Linked DNA regions of Mus musculus: region 2 is linked to region 1. Evidence: chromatin contacts called from public targeted proximity ligation data. All regions are on one chromosome and are shown on one strand. The core of a region is the stretch at or near the end of the contact, and the rest is flanking DNA. Distances in the headings are between cores, read along the strand shown.

Region 1 (7,068 bases), core at 3,318-5,817:
TTACCAAAGCCATGGCAGGAGCAAGACCTCAGCTGAGCTCTCCGTCTGTTTCAGGGCGTGCCACTTCCGTTCTATCAGCCTACTGAAGAGGAGGGAGGTAAGTTCTGTTTCAAAATTTTCCTTGCCAACAACGGGGGTGATAGACAAAGTCCCAGACTATAACTCCTCAGACTCAGGAAGCAACAAAAGCTGTGGGAGTGGCATCTGAGGAGGAGGGACACAGCGGGTCCTTGGGCACACAGGCCCTCTCTTCACGAGCCACAGGTGAGCCTGACCTTCGAGCACAGGTAGCGGCATTATCTGGGCTCTGATGACGTCGTGTGAGCATTGTCATCCAGGCTGCTGCTGAGCAGGCATGCGAAGGAAAAGCATGTACACATTACGATACAAACCCCGTGTCTCAGGTGGAATCCTGGAGGAGAAACGGGCACGGGTGGGAAAACCTAGCTTAGATGGCAATGACCGACCGGAGATAATTCCAGCAAATGTGCTGTGGAGGAAAATGTGAATATCAGAGAGCTCTGGGGAAAGACACGTGGAAGTCTGTGCTCTCTTTGCAAGCTTTAATCCCAGCACCCTGGAGGCAGAGACAGGCAAATCTCTTGAGTTTGAGGACAGCCTGGTCTACAGAGTGAGATCCATGATAGCCAGGGCTACACAGAGAAACCCTGTCTCAAAAAACAGGAAGGAAGGAAAGAAAGAAGGAAGGAAGATCAAGTAATCTGAATATAAAATGCAAAACAATAAAATAATAATAAATTTTCTTTTAAGTTAATAAACTTTGTTTCAAAATATCAGTAGCTGGGCTTAGGTATTACTCAGTAGATAGCACTTGTGTAGCGAATGTGAGGCTCTGAGTTCCATCCTGTGCTACCACAAGAGAAAAGGGAAAGGCATTTCTAAACGTTTTTGTAAGCAAAGTAGAAGAAACCCCAGCAAAGATTTTCAATAAATGCCCACTCTGGCATGCTGCCCGTGCCCCGCACATCGATGTATGTGCAGGCATCCTTGGAGATGACCTGGGATCAGGAGTGTGTACACAGTCTCACAGATGCCTGTGTGGGGGAGAAAGGCAGACTCTCCCATGGTGGTATCCTGTGGTAGACGCCACTTTATATGGTCGAAAGGGCTTTGCTCCTGTGCCTGAGTGCTGAGATGGGGCTGGGTAGTATGGTAGTGTCTGCCTTTAGTCTTAGCACTTAGGAAACAGGCAGGCAGATCTTTGTAAGTTCAAGTCAAGCCTAGTCTATATATGCTATATAGCCTGGTCTGTATAACCAGACACTGTCTCAGAAAGTAAAATAAATCGGAGGGATTGCTCAGTGGTTAAAAGCAGGAGCTGCTCTCCCAGAGGACCCAGGTTCAATACCCGGCACTTACAAGGCAGCTCCCAGCCATGTAACTCCTATCCCAGGGATCTGACACCCTCATGCAGACATACAAGCAGGCAAAACACCAATGGACATAAAATAAAATCAATAAATTATATTGAAAATAAATCAGTCATCTTTGGAGTGGGTTTATCCAGTACAGCCACACAGGTCCTTAGGAAAATGGGTGGCAGAGAGATGGAAGTCGGGGAACAGAAGCTGTAGGCTGCCGGCTTTAAAGGTGGCACACAAGTGACCTCTAGAAGTCAGCAGCCTGCTGACAACGTTACTCTGCACTACAGCATCCAGAACTGTAAGATAGGACATTGCTTTAAAGCCACCAAGTTTGAAATAATTCATATATATATATTTTGTTTGTTTGTTTGTTTGCTTGCTTATATGTGTACTGTGTGACTATGTGCACTTCTGAGTGCAGGTACCTGTAGAGGCCACCTTGGCTCAGTGTCCTCCCTGCCTGTGCTGGTTCAGTGTTCTTGGGAGGGGGTGAGGTTCTCACCCTGAGTCCCCCAGACTTGCACTCGTGGGATATAAACAAATCCTGTGGCGTTTCCCTCAGTGGCCTTGCTCCCTTCACCCAATGCCCGTTTTCTTTCTCCTCGTGACCTTACAATGCCTTCTGTCTCAGCTTCTGAGCAGACTATGGTGGTAGTTGCCTGCGGGCCTTATACCACCTCCGACAGCATCACCTATGACCCCCTGCTTGATCTGATCGCCATCATCAACCGTGACCAGCCAGATGTCTGCATCCTGGTAGGTCCCCTGTGTGCAGGGAGGCAGTGAGGGTGGGAATGAAATGGGAATAGAAAGGGGTTTTAACATTTTTGAAGTTTTTAGGAAACGTCTGTCTATCCTTTACAAAGAGTTTGTTTTGTTAATTCTTCTTTGTTTTCTTTCATTTTGTTTTTGAGACAGCATCTCACTACATAGACCAGGCTGGCCTTGAACTCACAGAGATCTGCCTGCCTTTACCTCCCAAGTGCTTGGATTTTTTAAAATCTGCACCTGTGGAGGTATATCCCCATTCCATAGCGGTCACTAGATCCAGAGGCCCAGCATTACTGTCCTCCTCTGGTTTTGAAAGATTCTTGCTCTGATTTGGTCCTGATCTCAGACTGATGTCTTTTTATGCTACCGGGAACATAGTGGTCTGCTGTTCTTGCTAGGTGTAGAAAACAGGAAAGAGCCCAGTGTCATTTGAGGCAACCACGGGGGATATAGGGCCCTGGGAAGCCCTCTGAGGACAACAGGACTCAGATGCCCCTTGCCCATCTGCTGCCTCCCCAGGTTCTCCAGGGGACAGGTGGAGCTGGGCAGGGAACTGCCCTTAGATACTCTGTCTAAAAGCCTTTGAGACTGGACGATTCTGATTTGTTCCTTGGGGGCTTTCTCCCCACCTCTGTCCTTGGCAGTTCGGACCTTTCCTGGATGCTAAACATGAACAGGTGGAGGTAAGTGCCTGGGGGAAGGGCTGGGAGTGTGTCTATAACTGCAGCAGGCTTACATCTACCCTGTAGCTATGAGGAAAACATCGTCACTGGCCATGTTTAATACATGTCTTGAATTTGAAGGCTCCAGTCCACCAGACTGTCTGGAACCCAGGGAGGGATTAGAAATGGGTGGCTCCTTTCCAATACCACCTAACTGCTCAGGCGCAAAAGCAGTGACAAATGCAGAGGAGCCTGGGCTCTGAAAGTCCCCTAGGGGGAGACGGCTCAGGGGTTAAGAGCACTGGCTGCTCTTCCAGAGGTCCTGAGTTCAAATCCCAGCAATCACATGGTGGCTCACAACCATCTGTAATGGGATCCGATGCCCTCTTCTGGTGTGTCTGAAGAGAGCCAACAGTGTACTCATATACATAAAATAAATAAATTTTAAAAAAGAAGAAGAAGCCGGGCAGTGGCGGCACACACCTTTTATCCCAGCACTGGGGAGGCAGAGGCAGGTAGATTTCTGAGTTCGAGGCCAGCCTGGTGTACAGAGTGAGTTCCAGGACAGCCAGGGATACACAGAGAAACCCTGTCTTGGGGGGGGGGGGTGGGAACTAAATAAGAAGGAAAGAAAGTTCCCTGTGAGACTGGCACACTGCCTACCTTCGCTGAAGAGACAGAGACTGAAACTCTGTTCTGTGGCTACTGCTCTAAGTTGGTATGTCACGTGTTAAGGTCCTGAGATACATAATCACAAATGGTCTTTCCTGGGGTCTCGGTCAAGGGCCTGGCTTCCGTGTTTCTCCTTCACAGAAAAGGTTCAAGGCAGTCTTCATCCCAGACTCGCAGCTGTGTACGAGGAGAGTAATTCTTCCCTTGTCTCGACTCTATTCCTTGCAGATGGGCAGCCCTACCCCATGCCCACCCCTTTTTGTTTGAGACATTAGAGCCAGGCTGGCTTAGAATTCCGTCTGTATCCTAGGCTAGTCTGGCGCTCACAGCAATCCTGCTTCACCCTCCTGAGTGCTGGGTTTGCAAAGCTCAGGGCCCTGTGCCTGGCTCCTGTCTTTCTCCTTGTTACCCTGTGCCCGCTCTGAGCCCTTCGGGGTCATCCTACAAGCTTTAGCCCCGAGCAGACACCAGGTGTCTGCCCCGAGTGCACCTCTTTTACTTTCTTGCAGAACTGTAAGTTGACAAGCCCATTCGAAGACGTTTTCAAGCAATGCCTGAGAACAGTTATCGAAGGAACGAGAAGGTTAGCATTCCAGTTGCTGGGCAGAACCTGGGGCTCTCCAGGTTCCTCTAGGACAAGTAGGAAAACTGAAACCGCGTGGCCGTTCTGTCCTTTCCGCCCTTTGAACTCAGAGATGAGATAGAGCCCTTGACCTTCGAGTGCTGGAGAGTGGGTAAAAAGGCATCTTTGTAAGTCAGATAAACAAACTTGAGAGGACGCGTTTCACATGCTCTTCCTCGCTCTCTTCACTTCCCTTTCTCACTTCCCCTTGTATAAGCAGTTACTCCATGGGAATAGTCCCAGGGTAGGGAGGCATTCCAGTGACAGAGAAATCCTGAGAGGCCCCAAGCCTCTCCTCGCTCAAAGGGAATGCTTTGGGGTGAGCCCAAGTTCCTTTCCTGAGTCAATGCTCCCCATGGTGGGGGACGGCTGCCAAGAGCTAGGGTGATGGGTGGGAAAGACTTGAGTGAGGGTGGATCTGGAGTCCTCGGCATAGTTTGGAAGACAGGACTGAGGCCCCAGCACTGACATCAGCACTGGGTTCTAGTGTGGGCCTCACGGCTCCAGTGAGAGTCTAAAGCTAGAGGCAGAGTCACCGGAAGCTGACCCTCAGTTCCTGTCCATTTCGTTTGGCCAGGTCAGAAAGAAAATGAAGTGGTGGGCGGGCTCCTGGGATTTGCTTTCTGTTTAGTAAACAAACATCCCTGAGGCTCAGCTTTAAAGCAAACCTGTAACAAAGGTGGTTTGGAAAGGTCTTCCTTCCGCCTTCTGTCCTGAGAACAGATCCCGGGTTGATTAGTTGTAATACAACCGAGTGCTGGCATCAGGCCTAGAGCCAGGAGATTTGAGCCCTTAGCTGCTTCCATCCTCCTCCCTTCTCAAATGGAGGGTTACAGATACCCTCCCTCTTCTCAGATCTGCTAGGGCCAGTTGAGTTTATGAAACCTGGGGAATGCTGAGTGGAGGTCCTCAGAAGATAAACCTCTGCCACCACCACTCCCACACGCCCCCCACAGCAGGAGAGGCTCTGGAGCAGCACCCAGCACTGGCTGGTGCATCCAACGTGAGGCTGGATTCTGATTTTGGTTCGTCATCCCATGTGCTATTGATAGCAGTGACATAAACAAAGAATAGACCGGGCATTGTTACCCTGGGGGCCAGCGCCCAGCGCCACCAGGCACTTTCATCTGTGGTTAGTGTGAGCTGCAGGGCAGGGAGCCGCCCCACCCTGCCTGAGCAATATAGAAATGGTGCTGAGTCAGAGATGCAGAACCCCAAGCCTTCAGAGGTTGGCAGATGTGTGCGAGCTCCCTTGTAGCAGCAGAGAGGCCTGGTGCACCTCACTGCTCAAGTGACGACAGTGAGACCCTCCCACCATGATGTATGAAGTGAAGTTGTGCAAGGCTGCACATAGTTGAAATTTTCTTCCTGGCCCATCCCCCTATAGCCAGCTCCAAGCCATGAGCGGAGGCTGTTTCCGCCTTAACCATTGCTCTCCTGAAGCCAGTCCCGAAGAGCAGCTCAGTCCCATGAGGTCAAACAGCTGCCCCGCCCCACCCCCAGCCCCTTGTACCTTCAGAATTCCATGCTGGAGACTTGGAGAAAATGTTGCCCCTTCCAACTCCCTCCGTGTCCCATTCACCACACGCTAGCACCCACATGGTGGACTTGGACAGTGGCAGTGAACTTGGTGACAGATTGTGAGTGATATGAAAGGTACCTTTGGTCTCGAGATTCTGATGATCCGACATAACACACAAGTTCCCAGTGTCTGACGGTGTGTCAAAAGTCCCTCTGCAGGGATGGAGAGGCTGCTCAGCGGTGAGAGTTTGGTTCTCAGCAGCCACATCAAGCTACTTGAAACTAACCTGTAACTCCGGCTCCGGGGCATCTGTGCCTGTTTCATTCATTGTTTAAGCACGAGGAGGAAGGGCTTGCAGAGCTATTGGCTGGTTCCCAACGCGTCCTCACAGCAACAGTTAGACCTGTTGGCTTTACCGTGGCCCTCTCTGCCACGGAACCAAAGGGAACCAAAGAAGTGGGCTTCCCTTTTCTCCCTGTGTGGCTGTGGAGACAGCTGGCCCTGGGAACCGCAGCTTTTTTCTCCACCCCATGTTGTAACCCTAGAGACTTTCCTGTCCCCATCAAAGGAGCAGCTGCCGCTGGGCAGTATCTCTTTAGCATTCATTTGCTGAGTAGAAACGGTATCACTTCCTGACATGAATGAGGAGGTGGCTGGCCCTCTGACAGTCTCCGTCTTCAGTGTCCAGAAGCCCTTTGTTGGCAGGAAGGTTTGAGTTGATGTTCAAGGTGTGGGGTAGCCTTAGGATCTGACCAGTTTGCCTCCCTCTTCCCTGGCTTGTATTGCCCCAGCCATGTGTCGGGAGAACGTTATTGCCTGCAAGCTACCTATGTCCTGGAGAGCTGAGGTCAGACATAAGCTCTAGTTCCATTCCTGAGGCTCCCCCTCAAGTAGGGTCTCACTCCAGAGCTCAGGCTAGCCTCAAATTCCTAATACCACACTGCCTCCCAGGCCCATCTCCAGGTCTCCATTTTTTCCCTTTTCCCACCAGACAACAGTTCTCCTCTGTAAAGGGTGCCACAAAAATCAAGAGACGATGTGTCCTAAGCTATGTGCACCAGATCCAGATCAGCATGTTTATGTGCCAGGAGGTTGCCTTTCCCTCACGGGGTCCTGCGAGGTAGTGTCTGGTCAGAGTGGGATGCCATCAAGTCTCCCCGGAGGACTGCCAGCAAAAGGCCATGCTCACACTTGAGCCTACAGCCCAGGTCTGCTGACTCGCTCTGGCGTTTGTGTTTTGAGCAGCTCCGGCTCCCACCTTGTCTTTGTCCCGTCTCTGAGGGATGTCCATCATGAGCCAGTATACCCACAGCCGCCTTTCACCTTCTCCGAGCTGTCTCGAGAGGACAAAAAGGTACCAGTGCCCGGCTCGGGCCGGCCATCTGTGGGTGGGGTGAAGACCGCCCTGGGGAGGAGGGCAGAGAAACCCTCTCA
Region 2 (7,068 bases), core at 3,276-5,775, 260 kb before region 1:
CTTTCCCCTTGTGTCTTCTTGAGCACGACCATTAATAAAGCACAGCCACCCTCCCTAAAGGACCGACAACCATCAGCCCCACGGATGGGGCTCAGCATTAAACACCCTCTGAAGAGTTCCCAAAATACCAAACACCACACCATCTACAGCTAACAAAACCACACTTCTGATAGAGCAGGAGGCAGATCGTGGTTGGCTTTGTGGTCAGTCTGAAGCAGCGCCACATCCCTACACCTGGGATTAAAATGAAAGCACATTCTTATAATATTCCTGTTGTTTTTAAAGAAATCAAGATTCTAGAATTCTCACTAGAGATGGCTCAGTGGCAAGGGCTGTTCTTCTAGAGGACTCTGATTTGATTTCAGCACCCACATGGCTGCTCAAAACCAGGAACTCTAGTTCCGAGGACCCAACATCCTCTTCTGGCTTCCACAAGCACATGGCATTTGGTACATAGACATGCATGTAGGTAAAGCATCTATACATATAATATGAATAAATAAAATCTGTAAAAATGAAAGAAAACATAAAAAGTATTTACTGCTAGGTACGGTGGCACATGCTTGTAATCACACCTGGGAGGCTAAGGCAGGAGGAGGAGTATGAATTCAGGGCCAACCTGAGGATCATAATGCGATCTTGTCTCAAATTTTTTTTTAAATACTTTGGAGCCAGACATGTTTCCAGCACTTGGAAAGCTGAAGCAGGAGGATTGCTATTAGTTCCAGGTATGTCTGGGCTTCATGACAAGCAACAGTCTATCAAGGGTTACTACCAAACAAGAGCTTATTTCAAAAACCAAGAAAAGAGACTGGAGAGATGGTTCAGAGCACTGACTGCTTTCCCAGAGGATCAGAGTTCAACCATCTGTAACTCTAGTCCCAAGGGATTCAATACCCTCTTTTTGGCCTTTTTAGGCATCTGATACACATGGGGTACAAAGATATATATGCAGGCAAAGTACCCATACATGTAAAATGAATAAACAAAAATAAAAGAAGAAAAGAATTGGAAGCTGGGCAGTGGTAGCATATGCCTTTAATCCCAGCACTTGGGAGGCTGAGGCAGTCAGATTTCTGTGAAATTGACACCAGCCTAGTCTACAGAGTGATTTACAGGGCAGCCAGGGCTACATACAAAGAAATCCTATCTCAAAACAACAAACAATAAAAAAGCAAAACAAAACAAATAAACAAACAAAAGAGTTGAGATGCAACTTAGATGGATGGCAGAGTCATTACTTAGTATGCATGAAGTCCTGGGTTTAGTTCCAGAACTGTATAAACTAGATGTGTGTGTGTGTGTGTGTGTGTGTGTGTGTGTGTGTGTGTGTGTGATGACATACACCTCTAATTCCAGGCAGGAGGATCAGAAATTCAAGGACATCCTCAGCTACACATGCCAGCCTAGGATAAAAGAACTCACTGCAAAAATGAAACACACACACACTCACTCACACACACACAAATGCACACAAAGGACCGATAGTAGAGGCTCAAACTTATAATCCTAGACTTGGGTGGCAGAGGCAGAAGGATCTCTGAAAGTTCAAAGCAAGACTTATCTACACAAGTTTCAGGCCAGGCAGGAATATATAGTGAGAACCCCGTGTCCAAAATAAATTAAAACCAAGCCAAACAAACAAAAGAGCAGTTTGCAAACTTTAATATGCACATAAATGTATGCAAATGCTTTCTAACTATATGTGTACCCAGCGTTGGACACATCTATTTGAAATCCACACCATAATCTTGGAAACAGATTAACCTCTTTTGACAGGTGAAAGAACAGACTTTAATACAGGGCCAGCCCCCAGAATCCTAACTGCTGGCCCAATGCTTTCACCAGTTTACAAAGCTCTATCCCTGCTCAGCCTTCTTTCTGGAAATCTCTAACAGGCAGAGCTGTGTAGAAAAGGAATGAACTTGAACTTGGAACAAAATGATGGCAAATGTTTCCAATTAAAATGAAGACACAGGCACTTGTCAGTGTATTTACTGCCCAGTTTCCTGAACGTCAAACACCAGGCGGTGGTTGGGGTGGTGGCATTCCTGGAGCCCTGGAAGGCAGCAGTCCTCCGGAAGCTTCTTTGTGCCAACTGCCACAACAGAGCTGCCCTGTCTGGGAACCCCAGTGGAAACAACAACCGGTCTCAAAGGCACTCATACTTTAGTGAGAATTGAAAAAGGACATGGGCTTTAAATTTTCCTGGAAAAATCGTGGCTTCTTTGCATGGAGATACCAACTTAGCAGGTGGGGCTTGTGACTCGGTTTGTAGGAAATAATAGAAGTCTGGGTATGAAGCTCGGCAGTGGTAGCACATGGTTTTTTTGTTTGTTTGTTTGTTTTTAAGACAGGGTTTCTCTGTGTAGCCTTGGCTGTCTTGGAACTCACTTTGTAGACCAGGCTGGCCTCGAACTCAGGAATCCGCCTGCCTCTGCCTCCCGAGTGCTGGGATTAAAGGCGTGCACCACTACCATCCGGCTGGCCCATGCTTTTAAGCGCATCACTTAGAGGCAGGCGGATTTCTGAGTTGGAGGCCAGCCTGGTCTACAGAGTGAGTTCCAGGACAGCCAGGGCTACACAGAGAAACCCTGTCTCAACAAAACAACCACTACCACCACCAACAAAAAGAAGTTTGGGTGTGATTCATCCTTGACTTCAGGAGTAAATCATTTCTTCAGAAGTTGCTTCATTTTCCTCCTACCTCCAGCTCCTGGACGATGACTTCCTTATCCTCTATTTCTTCTCCTCTAGAAGGGAAACAGAGAAGTACCATAAGAAAGCAAGTCCTGTCTAGTATCTGAAACAAGATATATTACAGTCTGTGGTTGACCCAGTGCTCACCTTACACAGTGTGTTTGAGAATTGGTACAAGGTTGCCCCCCAAAGTCTTCTCTGTAAAACTTGCAAGATCTTATATTTCTGCTGTAATGGTTTAAAAGTTTTTAGATTTTATATATATATGTATATATAAGACTATATATAGTTAATAAATTATATACATATATACACACATATATGGTTTTTTGAGACAGAGTTTCTCTAATTTTTTTTGAGTAAGTTTTTGTTTGTTTGTTTGTTTGTTTTTTTTTTTTTTGAGACAGGGTTTCTCTGTGTAGCCCTGGCCATCCTGGAACTCACTCTGTAGACCAGACTGGCCTCAGTCTCACAGAGATCTTCCTGTCTCTGCTGGATTAAAACTGTGAGTGTATCTTCTTCCCTGGAGCCACAGAACTCAGTTGTGGAAAATCAAACAAAAGCCTTACCTATGAAGTTGGCTGAATTACAGCAAAAATTCAGGTCCTAGCTTGGAAGGTATCAACAGTTAAGCTAAGGGCACTTACTGGTTAGGGAATGGGATACTATAATTTGAGATGGCTATGTGTGGGAGAACCCTATTGAAACTGAGAACTTTGAACCCTCAGATTCCAGAGTTTAATCACCTGAGGAACAGTCTCTCCACCTGCAGTAGATGTACTCGGATCCCCACCCCCTGAAATACTGCCTTTTCCACTGCTGACTGAGGAAATCCGACCTTCACTGTCTGCTATATCAGCAGTGACTTTCCTGAAGGAAATGCTAGACATTGCTAATGATCCTCAGGATCCACCAATAGTTGTCTCTAGACCTACAACCAGACTCAAGGCTATGCAGGCTCTTAGAGGGGTGGTAAAAAGTGTAAGCTGGGCATGGTGGTATAAGCCTTCAATCCCAGCACATGAGAGGCAGAGACAGGAGGATCTCTGTGAGTTAGAGGCCAGCCTAAACTACAGAGTGAGTTCCAAGACAGCCAAAGCTACACAGAGATACCTTGTCCAGAAAGGAAAAGAAGTAAAAGAAAATGAAAAGAAAGAAAGTGTAGTCCATGAGGAAACTCACTACACTACTAAGGAGCTTAATGAGTTTGCTAATTCAACCAGGCCGAAGCCTGGAGAATATGTGTGGGAATAGATTTCAAGGGTGTAGGATAACATAAAACCGAATCAGGCTGAGTTTATTGATACAGGCCCACTGAGTGCAGAATCTGGGTTTAATATGTAAGCTTGTACAGATGTCAAAGATTTTGCTTGAATGGTTGGCTGAAATATTTCTCAAAAGACGGCCTACTGAAAAGGAGCTGGGGGATACCTGATATCCTTGGCTTAATGTTGATGAAGGGATTCATGGCATAGGGAGGCTACAATGCTAAAGTGGATATGCTGTGTAAAAGCTGATAGTCCACAGTGGAAAGGCCAGAAAGGCAGCCCTTCACTAATTCTGTAAGATGGGCACCAGCACATCAGAAGAGCTTTGCTGTTGCCCTTTTCCTTGTGTCAGACCTTTGGGTTGGAGACGCTACTGCCTAGTTGGTTGAATTGAATGTAGTGAATTTATTTGGGCCCCAAAGTAGCAGGGGCCCTGAGGCAGCACTGAATTGCCTAATGGGCAGCACAGAAAAAACACTGTCCAGAATGACTGGACCCATAAGCACAGCACAAAGTGATTTTGGTGGCATGACTCACATGGACCTTTGGTACTGGCTAATCAAGCATGGGGTTTCCAGGCATGAAATAGATAAGAAGCCTACTACTGCATGTTTTGTTTGATCTGTGTAAGTGGAAAAATTCTCAAACAAATGGATGGTAGCAAAAGGAATCTCGGGCTGTGAACCAGTTTCTGCCAGTTTGCAGACCCAGAATCCCTCAAATGAAACCACAACCAGGTTCCCCCGTGGAAGGACCTTGATAAATTCCTGAGTTTTACTGTTAACCTTTCTCTAGTCCTTCCCCAGAGGGACACACAGCCTTTTAAAAGTGTAGTATATACATTGGGGGAAGGGAAGCAATCAGATATTCTGGGGTCTGATAGGTACTGGTTCTGAACTGATGCTGATTCTGGGAGACTCTAAGAAACGTCCGGACCTCCAGTTAAACTACATGTTTATGGGGGCCATGTGATTTGGCTGAAGTCTAGCTCACAGTAGGTTCAGTGAGTTCCCATACTCGTCATGTGGTTATTTTCTCAGTTTCAGAATGTATAACTGGGACAGATATACTTAGATTCCCTGACCTATGGAGTGATCTACTATGGTTGGAAAGGCTAAATGGAAGCCTTTAGAGTTACCTCTATCAGGGAAAAAGGTGAATCAAAAGCAGTATTGTATTCCTGGAGGAATTGTAGAAACCATCGAGGAGGAAGGATGGTGGCTCTCACCACATCTCCCTTTAACTCTCCTGTTTGGCCAGTACAAGAGACACATGGATCATGGAGAATGAGAGTGGACAATTGAAAACTCAACCAAGCAGTGACTCCAATTGCAGCTGGTGTGCAGATGCGGTGTCCTTACTTGAACACATTAACACATCTCCTGGTACATGGTATGCAGCTATTGATCTAGCAAATGCCCTTTTCTCAGTGCCTGTCCATAAGGACCACCAGAAGTAATTTGCTTTTGGTTGGCAAGGCCAGCAGTATACTTTTACAGTTTTACTGCAAACATTTTATTAACTTTTGAGCCCAATGATGTAACTCAGAAAAGATCTTGATGACCTGAATCTTTCACAAAATATCACATTGGTCCACTACGTTGCTGACATTATGCTGATTGAACCAAGTGAGCAGGTGGTAGCAACCACTTTGGACTTGTTGGTAACACACATGCGCATCAGAGGATAGAAAATAAATCAAACCAAAATTCAAAGGCCTTCTATCTCAAATTCTTGGGATTTCAGTGGTGTAGGGCATGCAGAGATAGATATTCCTTCTAAAGTGAAAGATAGGTTATTGTACCTGGCTCTTCCTACTGCCAAGGGGGTGGGCAGGGAACATGTTTAGAGGGCCTGTTTGGATTCTGAAGACATGTTCCTCACTTGGGTGTTACTCCAGCCAATATATCAAGCGACTTGAAAAGCTGCTAGCAGGCTGGAGAGATGGCTCAGCGGTTAAGAGTGCCGACTGCTCTTCTGAAGGTCGTGAGTTCAAATCCCATCAACCACATGATGGCTCATAACCATCCGTAATGAGATCTGATGCCCTCTTCTGGGGTGTCTGAAGACAGCTACAGTGTACTTACGTATAATAAATAATATTTTTTTTTTTTTTGGTTTTTCGAGACAGGGTTTCTCTTTATAGCTCTGGCTGTCCTGGAACTCACTTTGTAGACCAGGCTGGCCTCGAAATCAGAAATCCACCCGCCTCTGCCTCCCGAGTGCTGGGATTAAAGGCGTGCGCCACCACGCCCGGCAATAATATTTAAACAAAAAAAGAAAAAGAAAAGCTGCTAGCTTTGAGTGGGGCCTAGAAAAGGAGAAGGCTCTTCAACATGTCCAGGCTGCTGTGCAGTCTGCTTTACCACTTGGACCATAGTGATCTAGCAGATCTGATAGTACTTGAGGAGTCAGTGACAGAGAGGGATACTGTTTGAAGCCTTTGGAATTTTGGAGCAAGGCTCTACCATCATCTGTAGACAACTATTCTGCAGACAACTTTGAAAGAGAGCTCTTGGCCTGCTATTGGACCCTAGTAAAAACTGAACATTTGACAATGGGTCACCACGTTACCATGTGACCTGAGCTGCTCACCATGAGCTGGGTATTAATTTAATACATCAAGTCATGAAGTAGAATGTGCATAGCCGCAATCCATTATCAAATAAAAATGGTACATACATGATTGGGCCCAAGCAGGTCTTGAATGCACAAGCAAGTTACATGAAGACTTTATCCAAATGCCTATGGTTTCCACTCCCATTATAATACCAAGTGCTTTCAAGCCTGTATCCATAGCCCTATGGGGTATGTGCAAAGACAATCTCTGTGCACCGTGTCTGTGCATCGCCTGTCAACACAAAGTTGATGGCCAATGAGCTGAGGCAAGATTAGAAGATGGGACATCTGTCAGAGAGAGAGAGGAATTCTGGGAAAGAGTCAAGAGTGGGAGATTTTGCCCCAGACTCAGAGGAGCCAGACAAATGAAACTAAGGAGAGGCAACTAGCTATGTGGTAGATATAGACTAGAATAAATGAGTTATAGAGGTTACAAGCTAGTTGGGGAACAAGTCAAAGCTTATGGCCTAGGCATTTATTC

What was found.
Region 2: a targeted proximity ligation map of pancreatic cancer cells shows a contact between it and region 1. A contact is called at or near these places in 1 of 130 datasets of targeted methods (pancreatic cancer cells) and 2 of 9 other capture datasets (embryonic stem cells and pancreatic islet).

What each region holds. Positions count from the first base shown.
Region 1 is chr19:5,943,475-5,950,542 of GRCm38.p6, reverse strand. It overlaps Pola2 (polymerase (DNA directed), alpha 2), which reads left to right. Exons shown (of 18, transcript NM_008893.3): 10 at 55-97; 11 at 2,017-2,141; 12 at 2,801-2,839; 13 at 4,000-4,073; 14 at 6,880-6,988. Among named protein-coding and RNA genes, the nearest start is that of Pola2, 17 kb to the left of the region's middle.
Region 2 is chr19:6,201,903-6,208,970 of GRCm38.p6, reverse strand. It overlaps Majin (membrane anchored junction protein), which reads right to left. Exons shown (of 11, transcript NM_001165919.2): 3 at 2,708-2,753. Among named protein-coding and RNA genes, the nearest start is that of Gpha2, 21 kb to the left of the region's middle.